Linked DNA regions of Mus musculus: region 2 is linked to region 1. Evidence: chromatin contacts called from public Hi-C data. All regions are on one chromosome and are shown on one strand. The core of a region is the stretch at or near the end of the contact, and the rest is flanking DNA. Distances in the headings are between cores, read along the strand shown. Region 1 overlaps Adamtsl1 (ADAMTS-like 1). Region 2 overlaps Saxo1 (stabilizer of axonemal microtubules 1).

Region 1 (5,933 bases), core at 2,254-4,753:
TATTAGATATTTTAAAATGACACAGAATATAGACTGAACAGGCAGCCTTTCAATGTAGCTTTTTTTTTTTTTTTTTGCTTTTGGACAATAAGAAATGGGCCAAAAATGTTACTCCCACAGAGAAGAGTGGGTAAAGATCAGAGACTGGAAACAAAGGATAAATTCTTCTCATTACAAACATTTTCTTCCAATTGTTAACAACAGTGCTTTCATTTCAAGCCCTCTTTCATAGCTATCTCTTCACTGAAGGCATGTTTTCCCAAGCAAGGAAAAGCTCAATGGAACTGTGGGGAAATGAATCTATCTCTCCTAGAAATGAACATATAAAATTTCACACGACTAGGTGAAGCTTTTAGTCTCTCTGTGACTGAGCTGGGAATAATGAACGCTCATCTGAATTGGGATAAATCTGTTCTTTCCTGTTATAGAGATGGATAAAAATGTATACATCGAATCATTTCCAAAATAAGGTTCACTAATAGTTAAAAATATTTCAACTGCTCAATATTTCTAAAGCAAACAAAGCAAACATTTAATACCTTATTTACTTTTATATTACACCTAACATTTACTATCCAATACCCTGATGTAAACACAAAGCTAAATTAAACTAGAATGTCAAGCTATAAAGTATCTATTCTTTATGCTCCTTCAATGAGTTTACATTTATGTCTATGGTTTCTAAACATTAATTATTAATAGTAAGTTCAAATCACATATATAATTTAGAACTCATGGTAGAAAGAGCATAAGCATACTCTTAACTCTTAAGTACATAAGCATACATAAGTTAGCAATGGAATACAAAAGTTGCATCTCTCACAATGTACGAGAGACCATTCTCCACCTACTCCACCCATGTAGCAGCCTAGTTCTTCAGAACTTTTCTTTCATGTACACATACTTAGCAAGACTTGACTGAAAATATGACATAGAAATCGCTAATAAGAAAGGATGTTTTGGCCATTGCTATTTGTGAACTGGTGATTGCTTTTGTGGAGGAAGGTTTTCCTGGATGCTCTCTAGGAAGTTGTGGGTGTGTAAAAGTACAACTGCCAAGAATCACTCAGCAGTGTTTGAAGCCCCAAGCGAAGGCACCGCCCTCCTCAGGCAGATTCCCCACCTGCACATCAACAGTTACTCACATGTGGGCACTTCATCAGTCTGCCTGCTTCCTGAGCCTGAAAAGAACTGGGGCCCAATTATGGCTTCTCTAAAACAAACACTAGTGTGTGAAGGTGTTAAAGGTTTACTTCTTTAGAGCTTTTAATTACAAAGATCCTCAAGAAAACTTGACTTGGCAATCAGCCCTAGCTCCTATGGAGCAAAGGCTAAGTGTTCTTTCAAAGATAGCAAAAACTGTTTTGCGGCTGGCTCTGACCCTAATTAATTGTGTGAATTGATTATGCAAGAATGGATTGATTATGGTCCTGACATGCATTCTTCTGTGATTGCATCCCTGATCAGAGACAGGGAAAAGAACGGGAAGCATTGTGAGACAGTAAGGTATCGCACTGGCTGAGACACCAAGATGTTCGTTCACTGGGCTTTATCAAGGGGGAGAAACAAGATGTCAGGATGTGAAGACAATCAAAGGAGAAAGAGAGGACTTCTCGTTGAAGAACATTTACAGAAAGAAAATCCACAGACCCTAAGGTCTCGTCACAAGACAGCAGGAGCCAGGAGCATGGGTGCCACTAATGGTGGGGACGCTGGACAGGGCAATGTCCTTTATTTTTAAGTTAAATATCCACTTTCATCTAAGAAGCTAACTGGGAACCTGATTTATCATACACAAACAGGTAAACTGGACTGACCTGGCTGGACAAGGATCCAAGTTGCACTCCTGAAGCTTGGGTTTGGGCTTGACGTTCTCGGGGTAGTAGTGACAGTACTGGTCGGCCACCACACGGTTACTCCGTAGATCATAGCACTCGGCAGACGTCAGCTGGTAGCCTGTAAACATCAGCACAGCCAGGTTGCTTAAAGCGTGTGTCAGCACAATGGACTTCTGCATGACTCTGGGCTAAGTTAAGGATATTATTCCCAACGTCTAAGTTATTTCGAAGAAAAAGCAAATATATAATTGGAAGGGCCACTAATGTTATAGGACTCAAATTCTACATTTTTCTCAAGTAATCTGCTCATTTTAATTATTTCAATTATATTACAGGGATGGGTTATACAAGAACATAGTCAGATTATAAAACTCTGTGGCAAGAAATATTTGTTTATTTAATATAATTACAAAAATAATGGAAAGACACTATTAGTATTTGTTTTTAACCAAGCTTATTATAAAAGGATGCTAAATTGCCTCTTTGTCTCTGGGGCTGCCAGGAAGAATCAACTCAAAACTCATTAATAAAGTAAGTAATAAGTGAATAAATGAAATAAAAATAAATCTCAATTTCCCCTCTTTGAACAATGGAGACTTATGAATCAGGTCCCACCTGAGTCAGGTTCTACTAGGCTGCTTAAATTCAACCTGAATGAATTGATCTAAGTAAACAGACTGTTAAAGTCCCCATAATAGCTATCCTGAATCTTAATTCCTTACAGAATTAAAACGATAAAACCAAACATACCAAAAAATGCAAATAAAAAAACCCGAAAGGTCCTCCCAAGCCCTCCTTCCTAGTATTTAACTTTACTTTTTCCAAAATACTTTGTCATTCCTCCTCAGATTAAGTATCTGGCTCATACTTTGTAGGCTTCCTTTTCCATTGTTTTGATAAATCTCTTTCCAAAAAGTTGCCGAGTGATATTTAATTTTACTCCTAACGTGTTTGATCTTTCTCACCTGTTTTGAGATGTTACAGAAAGTAGAGATGAAGACTTATACTCTTGGAGTGAAAATAAGTATATAGCAAGGATTTTAAAGGTCTGTAGCCTTTTATTCCAAACCCTCCCCAACCCCCCAAATTTCCTGGCAGGTAGATGAGTTATTACTAAATATGTATTCGGAAACAAGATTGAAATCATTGGGAGACTTGCAGAGGTTTTAGGAAGTCAGAAGGAGGCTTTTGAAGCCAGATTTCCTGGCTTGAGGCTATGTTCTCAGACCACCCACAAAAAGTTAATTGTTCATTAAAGACCTAAAAAAAGACCTTTAAAAATTCTACTGGGAAGATGAAAGCAAAAAGAGAAGCAAAAAGAGAAGCAAAAGCAGTGGGCAGGAACGCACATCCAGCTAACGTTTGGCTTTATAGAACAGCTAAGTAGCAAAATGACATTTCAGAGAAGTCAACACACTTTTACTTCTTGTCTCCATCATCCTCCAAAGCGGCAGTTTTAGAAGACAAACACTTTGGAGTTTTGCAGAGAATAGTTTCTCTGTAAGGACAGAATTCATCCGGTAGTAAAATGTGGGAAGAAATAATAAATTCTTAGGCTGAGGGTATGGTGCTTGGAAATCATCATTCCCGAACGCAAGCCCTCTGCTTTGATGCTCTCACACACTAGGAAGTAAAGTCATGGAGTGAAGCAATGGACCAGTGTGGTCAAATGACAGTGTCCTCCGAGGCTCGCCTGGGAGTTCTTGTAGAACATTCTCTACACATGGTGAAGTGGCCAGCCACTTGAAGTACACACACACACACACACACACACACACACGTGTGTGTGTGTGTGTGTGTGTGTGTGTGTGTGTGCGTGTGTGTGTGTGACAGCTTATTTCTCAGAGATCATAAGAGTGGTCCATGGAGTGAAAGAAAGACCCTACACCCCTTACACACAACAAGGGGACTTTTGCTTATACTCAGGCTTCCTGCGAAGACTTCCTATGAACAGAGGCTTGACACTGGAAAACCACGGATAGCTGTACTCTTACATGTGAGAAAAATAAGGCCCAGTGTGGTACGAAATAGAATGAAACACTAATTGCTTTATTTAAATAGTAAGTCATTGTCAAGGTTACTGAAATTATACTGTCATAGCAATTCTGTGTGAAAAGGATAATAGGGTACATGCAGTTGAATTGCTGTTTTATGAAAGGTATGGTTTACATTTTAAAAAGAAAAAAATATTACATTAGATGACCTTTCATTGAAGTTTGTTTTGTTTTCTGCATGACTCATGAATCTATAGAAATTTATTCTCATAAAACAATATTATAATTGGGAGCTTTCTTTCCTTTTCCCCAGCTCTCTCTCTCTCTCTCTCTCTCTCTCTCTCTCTCTCTCTCTCTCTCTCTCTTTCTCCCTCTCTCTCTCTTCCTCCTTCCTTTCCTCTCTCCCTTTCTTGTGGTGTGTGTGTGTGTGTGTGTGTGTGTGTGTGTCTGTGTGTGTGTGTCTGTGTGTGTGTGTCTGTGTGTGTGTATACTTGCATGTGGAGGCTCCATATTGATACCTAGAACCATCCTCAATTGCTCCTGTATCACATCCTTCTCAAGGTGTCAATCAACTCCAGAGCTTGGTGATTTGTCAGCCTAGATAGCCAGTCTGCTCTAGGAATTCCCCTGACTCTGCCACATCTACACAGTATTTAACTAGATTCCAGTCATCTTTACTCTGAACTCTGGTTTTCTTGCTTTTATCACAATCTCTTGACTGCTGAGCCATTTCTTCAGCCTGGCAGTTTATTTTTAAAAAAGGAAATTTTATTCAAGGTCAGCTAGATCCACTATAGAAATACTAGTGTATGGAAATGCAAACAATCTTGATGGCATTTGACTCATTATTTTTAAGTTAAAAATCTGTGTGGATTAGGTTGAATATCAACTTGACATAAGTTAGGGTCAGTTAAGAAGACAGACCTCAACTAAGAAAACACACCCATCTGATTTCTTGTGGACAATTTTTTGGTACACTTGATTAATGATGGATATAAGAGGGCCCAGTGCACTGTGGGTAGTACCACCCTGGACAAGTTGTTCTGGATGGTATAAGAAAGCAGGCTGAACAAGTCATGGGGAACAATGTTTCTACACCATCTTTGCTTCAGTTTCTACCTTCAGGTTCCTGCCCTAACTTCTCTTTATGATGCAGTATAATCAGAATGTATAAACCAAATAAACTCTTTCCTCCTCAAGATGCTTTTTAGTCATGGTGTTTTTATCACAGCAATAGAAATCCTAAGACAAAATCCAATACTGCTTTTAGAAGCACAATTAGTGTTTTGTTCATATGATAACGATAAAGATAAAAAGCTAAATATATTAATTATGTCATATATATGTACATATATATGTATATGTATATATATGTATATATACATACATATTTGTTTTTTTGAGACAGAGTTTCTTTATATAGTCCTGGCTGTCCTGGAACTTGCTCCTCACTCTGTAGACCAGGCTGGCCTCGAACTCCGAAATCTACCTACCTCTGCCTTCCAAGTGCTGGGATTAAAGGCGTGCGCCATCACTGCCCAGCAAATTATGTCATATATCCTTATGTTTTAAAAAAGTGATAGACAATCATTTGCCCCAATTTATGATTTTAACTATTGTAAATAATTCCAATATGGGTGAACTATTTAAAATTAGTCAGTCAACCAGCTGCCACAAAAGTATAGAGAAAGAATTAATCAGAGATACCAATTTTCAAAGGCATATATATGTAATTTTAGACCAATTAAAATGGAAAACAAAAGATAACTCACAAATGTTGACAATCTAACATATTCACACAATTAATTTTCTGGAAAGATTTTGGTAATAAATGCATCCATAAAACTTCTCAAACTCCTTTATCTAGTAACCATATCATTGAGTATTCATCCCAGGGGAATTTGTGAATGATAAAATCATTTAGGCATTATGTTACTTATTATATTATAATGGTACAACATTTAAAAGAACCAAGTGATCTACTACAAGGAAATGACTAAAAAATGTCAAAGAAATATGACATACATCCTCTATAATTACAAAAATCAGGAAATAGGAAGAAACCTTTTCTAGTAACACAAGACGCTGGGTGTGACATGGA
Region 2 (6,526 bases), core at 3,849-6,348, 300 kb before region 1:
CCTCAAAATACACACACACACACACACACACACACACACACACACACACACAAGCAAAGGGTTTGTCAACTTTCTTTAAAGGATCATATGTAAATATTTTACAATTTGCAAACTGCTATAGTTTGGATCTGGAATGTTCCCTAAAGGTCAAAGTGTTAAATAAAGGCCTAGTATCCTTGGTGCAGAGCTCTTGAGAGGGACAAAAGAAATGTTAAGAGACACAGCCCAGGAGGGGGTGCTGGGAAGGGAGTTGTGGGAATCTGGTCTTTCTCTCTCATACTCCAGCTGCGGTCCGAGCCGTCTAGCTTTGCTGTGTGCTCTGCCGTGTGCTCTGCCTGTGATGTTACTTCCTGGCCACAGGTCTAAAAGCACATCCAATCATGAACTGGAGTCTCCAAAACAGTGAGCCAATAGGAAGCTTTTCTTCTGGTAAGTCGATTGTTTCAGATATTTATTATAGTGATTGAAAAACTGATGAGCACATTGACCTTCTGTAAGTTTTGCCTTCATTTCTTTTTAAATTTTATTTAATCTTTTTTTTTTTTTTACACTCCAGATTTTATCCCCTCCAGGTCCACCCTCTATTTCACAACCCATACCTCCTTCCCCATTTCCACGAAGATGTTCCCCCCACCTCCCATCCCACTAGACCTCCCCACTTCTTGGGGCCCCCAGTCTCTCAAGGGTTAGGAGCATCTTCTCTGACTGAATCAGACCCGGAAGTCGTCTATTGTATGTGTGTTGGGGACCTCATATCAGCTGGTGTATGCTGCCTGGTTGGTGGTCCAGTGTCTGAGAAGTCTTGGGGGTCCAGGTTAATTGAGACCACTGGTCCTCCTACATGGTTGCCTTCCTCTTCAGTCTTCATTTCTTAAGAGTGGATGACGATGACACATGGGGCAACGTGTGGCTGTGCCTCTGTGAAACTCTGCTCATCACACTGAAATTTGAATTACCTGTAATTTCCAAGTGTTAGGAAATATTGTTTCTATTCTTCAGCAATTTCAAAAGGTAAAGATGATTCTTAGCTTTGAAGGCCGAACAAATAGGCTGGAGAGATGGCTCAGAAGTTGGGGTTGGAGGGATGGCTCAGAGGTTAAGAGGTTAAGATGTCTGCTCTTCCAGACATCCTGAGTTCAATTCCCAGCAAACTACGTGGTGGCTCATAACTATCTATAATGAGATCTGGTGCCCTCTTGTGGCCTGCTGGCATACATGCAGGCAAAATCCCGTGTACATAATAAAGAAATAAATACGTCTTAAAAAAAAAACCACACACAGAGAAATACTAAAAAAAACCCAACAAAACAAAACAATCAAACAAGAAACAAAACAAAACAAAAAAGGAACCTGAACAAACAAGGAAGTAATCTGAATTTAGACCAAGGGCCATGATTTGAGAACTCTCATTTTCCTTTTTTTTTTTTTTTTACTGATTAAATTACAAATATGCTTCAAAAGAGATCTACCTACCTACCTACCTACTTACCTATCTATCTATCTATCTATCTATCTATCTATCTATCTATCTATCTATCTATCTATCTATCTATCTATCTATCTATCTGAGTACACTGTAGTTGTTTTCAGACACACCAGAAGAGAGCAACGGATACTATTACAGATGGTCGTGAACCACCATGTGGTTGTTGGGATTTGAACTCAGGACCTTTGGAAGAGCAGTCAGTACTCTTAACTGCTGAGCCATCTCTCCAGCCTCAGCAACTTTCAATTTTAACTGATGCTTATGGAAATTATTCCTAAGAAGGTAAGATTCTCTAAGATGTAAATTCATTGCATAGGATGAGATTCTGGAATGGACTGGGTGAGAGGAGTCTTGAGTGTTTTAGAACTGAGCCAGACTTAGTTTTGAGGTCACGAGGTCTAAAATATGGAAAAATGTTCCACTAGCCTAAGAAAATTCATGTATTGTTTAAAGATGAAGTTCTAGTGTGATAATATAGAGATGAAATGTGAAACTTCCCATTTAAGCCAATTTTAAGTGTACAATTCAGTGACACCACTAAATTTATAATGTGGTGAAACTATTAGCATTCTCCCTTTCCAGAAACGTCCTGTCAGGGCCAGATGAAGCTGTACTTCATACATGATAACTCCCCACACCCCCTGCAGACTCCCGGGACGTCTGAAACTAAGAAGCTTGAATTCTCCAACCTTCTCACTTTCAAGTCTGTTTTGGCTACTTGAGGTCCCTTGGGAGTCTATGCAAATTTTAGGATGGTTTTCTATTTCTAGAAGAGAAAAAAAAGGGGGGGGGCAGGGATGGTTTGTATGGAATCTGTAAATTACTGTGGTTTGTGTTATCAGTTTGAAGCTTCAGCCTTGAAAGGCAGAGTTCTCTCGAGGGCTCCCAATTGTCAGGTTGATACTATCAGGTCGTCTAGTCCATGAACATGGGATATCTTTCTCTTCATCTGTATTTTCTTTAATTTCTCCCAGTGATGTTTTACAGTGTTTAGTATATGTATTTCACTTCCCTGGTTAAGCTTATTCCAAAATATTTCATTTTTCTATAACTAAAATACTTAATTTTTTTTAGATGTTCATTGCGAGTGTACATAAGTTCTGCTGAGTTTTGTGTTTCATACTTTGATACTTCAGTAAAATTGTTAGCACCAAAGGTTAAACAATGTTTTATCATCTCATATACAGGCAGTAGCTGTGATCAGAGATAGTTAGTTTCATGTCCTCCTTTCTCATGGCATGGTTTTATGTTTTTTATTACCTAAAATGTCTGGCTTGAGCTTTCAGTCTTATGTCGGCTACTGGTGCTGACGTGGGCTCTAGACTTCTCTCCGACTGAAGGGCGGTCTTCAGCCTTTCATTGCCAAGTCTGAAGCCTGCATGGTGTTTTCATATGTGCCCTTTATCCTGTCACAAAAATATGCTTCTAACTGAGATGTTTTTAGTCAATGAAAAATTGGTCTGGTCTAATCAAGCTGGGTGGTGATGGTGCACGCCTTTTATCCCAGCACTCAGGAGGCAGAGGTAGGTGAATCTGTGGGGCCAGCCTGTGAGCAAATTCCAGGACAGCCAGGGCTACACAGGCAAACCCTGTCTTGGAAAACCAAAAGAAAGAAAGAAAAAAAAACCCAGAAAACCCCTCATCAAATGCTTTCTCTTGAGATTCATATGGAAGTGCACTGCATAATTTCTGGGATTTACTTTAAAAGTTTTCAAGAAAGAGAAAAGAATCTAGACATGTGATAACATTTGAGTAACTGTGAGGAATGGATGAGACATAGCTACAGATTAATCACACCATTATTTCTATATTTAGAAATTTACAGAGTAAAATGTTTGAAAAAAATTTCATTGTTTTCTTGTTTGCATGCCCCTTTAAAATATTCTTTTGGATGCCAAAGCCCTTGTTTTTTTAATTAATTAATTAATTTACTTATCTATCTATTTATCTATTTATAGAAAATTTTGTGATCTTTGGTAACAAACTGTTATGCTGTAGTTTTCCCTCCAACATAGAGAAGGAATGCCTTTTTGCTCTGTGTGTCTAAAATTTCATTTTACTTTAAGTATTGTTCTTGTTGCCAGAGCAAATGAGTTCTTACTCTAAACTCATCAGGTATTTAATATGAATATGCAGTATTGGGTATACATGGTGTGTGTGGGGTGGGGAGGAGGATGCATGTACGTGTGTGTGTGTGTGTGTGTGTGTGTGTCTGTATGTAGAGGCCCAAAATTGATGTCAGTTGTCTTTCTGGTAGCTTTCTACAGAGTCTCAGTGAACCTGAGGCTTATAATTTCCTGTCAGTCTAGCTAGCTTGCCTTGGGATGCCTTCTTTGGCTCCCCAGTGCTAGGATTACAGATGGCCGTCATCTCTGTGGGGCTTTTACATGAGGTCTGGGAACCTAAACTCCAGTCTTCGTGCTTGCATGTGCTTTATCCACTGAGCCTTCTCAGGCCCTATACAGACATTTCTATATGTGAAATATTTGAGAATGCGTTGAAAGCACTATGAGCTCTGTGTGCCTAGTGTAGGACTTGGTCCCTGGAAGGGACTGGGCTGCGATCAGGTTAAGACTTAAGAAAAGGAATGATAGCAAGTCCCTTGGTACTCTTTAACATTAGCCTGTATTAGTGAGTGTCTTAGCTAGGGTTTTTATAGCTATGAAGACACACCATGACCACTACAAACTCTTATAAAGGAAAATATTTCGATGGGGCTTACTTATTGCTCCAGAGGTTTTGTTCATTATCATCATGGTAGGAAGCAAGACAGTGTACAGGCAAGACATGGTGCTGGAAAAGGAGCAGAGAGTTCTATATCTGAATCAGCAAGCAGCAGGAAGAGAGTGATACTGGGTCTGGCTTGAGCATTTGAAATCTTAAAGCCCACCCCCCAGTGACAGGCTTCCTCCAAAAAGGCCATACCTACTCCAACAAGGCCACACTTCCTACTGCTACTCTACACATTCAGATATGTGAGTCTATGGCGACTAACCTTACTCACGCCACCACATGGGTGGAAGTGGAACTTGGAATCAAATGTCCTAACTGGAAGGTCAGCCTAAGTGCTTGGTGAGTTAGGTAACTGGTCCATTTTATCCTTAGAAAAATAAGGCCAGTACTTAGCTTCCCAAGTAAAGAATTCCACAAGTGAGACTTTGGTTGATGCTGCCTTCAGCCAGGGGTGGGGTGGGGTGGGCTGTTGGTCACTGTAAGTGGGGAGAGGACTGTGGGATAGCTCTATGTACTGAAGAAGATATTTGTGTTAGGGTTCATAAGATCATTTAAAGAAATCATTCAGAAACAATGTCTGAAGGTGGGACATTGGGAGGGAGGTATTTACTTCATTAACCAATCACATATTTATTTAAATAAAACACATAAATATTAAAAAAAACATTAGTAGGAGCAACATGGCATTCTGTAGTTATGTTTGACATTTTAAGAAGAGAACTTGATCTGCTCTTGGATGTCCTGGTGGACCACAGCTTTGACATATCTAATGATATTAAGCACCGCACGATGAGCTTTTCTGTTGAGGCCTTCAGGAATGTTCAAACATGCCTTGTTAACTCCCTAACAAGCCAAACTGGGAGGCAGAGCGAGGAGGTGCTGGCAGGCTGTCAGAGCCTGAGGCCCCCAGGCACTGAGGTCAGCCTCCGATCACATCCTGGGGTTAGTGTGGGGCTGCTAACAGGTTCCAGTCTTTTTTAAAACCCAGGATTCAGAGGGGAAAGGACTGAGAGACTGTTGTAGCAGTCTTTCCTTTTACGGATGGCAGAACTGAAGCCCCTAAAGGAGGCATGCTTACTCTGAACAGAGAAGTCTCCTGCCGGGCTTGGTCATTTCCATTTCCCTGGGTCCTTAGAACAGTCAAAAAACATAACATCCTTTCCTGCCGGAAAGCCACATCCTTCAATAGTGGTACCCAAAGGTGGACTCCTTGGTTTTTTGATTGTTTTGGAGAGATGCAGTGTGACTCCCTTTATTGCTACAGCATTGGGTGGTCTGCCAAGGAGCACGTAGCATAAATAACAACTAATAAATAATTTTACAGCACAGGCCCTAAATCTTTCCAGAGAGTGCACTGGTGTGTGGCTGTCAAATGCCAGGCAGGTCCTAAGAAAACAGTAACTTTAACCCATCCATCTTTTACATACATGGCACATTGCTGTCATAATTTTTTCCTGAGGTTTTAATGGCTCCAGGGGAAAATGTGCATGCGAAAACACACATACGCAAACACACCCTCCCGTGCATAGCTTCAAATACGATCCATTATAGCCCATTTGGAATGTTTCTTCTTTGGCCACAGTAATGTGTTTTATTTTGTTGCCAAGAATCTGCGCATACTTGATATTTTTGAAATATGATTCCTCTGATTTCTGCCTTCTGGACTATCCATACTTTTGCATTTAAATTAGGATCAGTAATATTCAGAAGATAGGTTTTACCTATTGCACAGGCTTGCTTTTCTTCTTCAACTCTTGATTCAGTGTCCTTGTGTTCTGTGTCACTAATACCTTTAGTTTTCCTGATGAGTTGAGGATCCTGGACTTTTTTTTTTTTTTTTTTTTTTTTTTAGCCTGGAATTTCCCAAGCTTTAGTTTCATCTTCTATAAGTTGGGGATAAGCTAAATGGAAATGACTTCAAATATTGATGAGTACAGTAGCTAATACAATTCCTAACTTCATGTGAAGTGCTTAGTAGGTGTCTTCCTTGCCTTCTTAATGTTTTACGTTATTTTCAGTTGAAATTCTCCCCATGGCAATGTCTGTTTTTTTTCCCCCCTGTGGTGTCATCCTGCGCTGGAATGGAAGCCACAGTGTTTATTTTCTTTCTTTTTGTGTATATGATGCACGTGTGAGTGCAAGCATATGAGTGTGCACAGGAGGATGCTGGAGAAGGACTTCAGATGTCCTGTACTATTGTTCTCTACTTTATCTGCTTGAGACAAGGTCTCTTACTGAACCTGGAGCTAGGCTGGTGGCCAGAAGGCTTTACCAATCCTCCTGCCTCCAGCCTTCCCAAGGCTGGAG

What was found. A called contact is a pair of places that touch in the nucleus more often than the background predicts.
Region 2: a Hi-C map of uterus shows a contact between it and region 1, with 1.9 times the contacts expected there. The contact joins two enhancer-like sites. A contact is called at or near these places in 7 of 484 Hi-C or Micro-C datasets (cortical neurons, nephron progenitors and uterus), 1 of 115 datasets of contacts at active chromatin or transcription factors (differentiating embryonic stem cells) and 1 of 9 other capture datasets (adipose tissue).

Annotation. Positions count from the first base shown.
Region 1 is chr4:86,228,576-86,234,508 of GRCm38.p6, reverse strand. Adamtsl1 (ADAMTS-like 1) reads right to left here. Exons shown (of 29, transcript NM_001368621.1): 9 at 1,818-1,956. Among named protein-coding and RNA genes, the nearest start is that of Adamtsl1, 180 kb to the right of the region's middle. Within about 2 kb of position 3,503, at least 2 of the 459 cell types and tissues checked have an H3K27ac peak or open chromatin away from gene starts, as enhancers often do. A contact at or near this core is called in uterus, where this site is marked.
Region 2 is chr4:86,532,868-86,539,393 of GRCm38.p6, reverse strand. All of the region lies in intron 1 of Saxo1 (stabilizer of axonemal microtubules 1), which reads left to right. Among named protein-coding and RNA genes, the nearest start is that of Saxo1, 22 kb to the left of the region's middle. Within about 2 kb of position 5,098, at least 7 of the 459 cell types and tissues checked have an H3K27ac peak or open chromatin away from gene starts, as enhancers often do. A contact at or near this core is called in uterus, where this site is marked.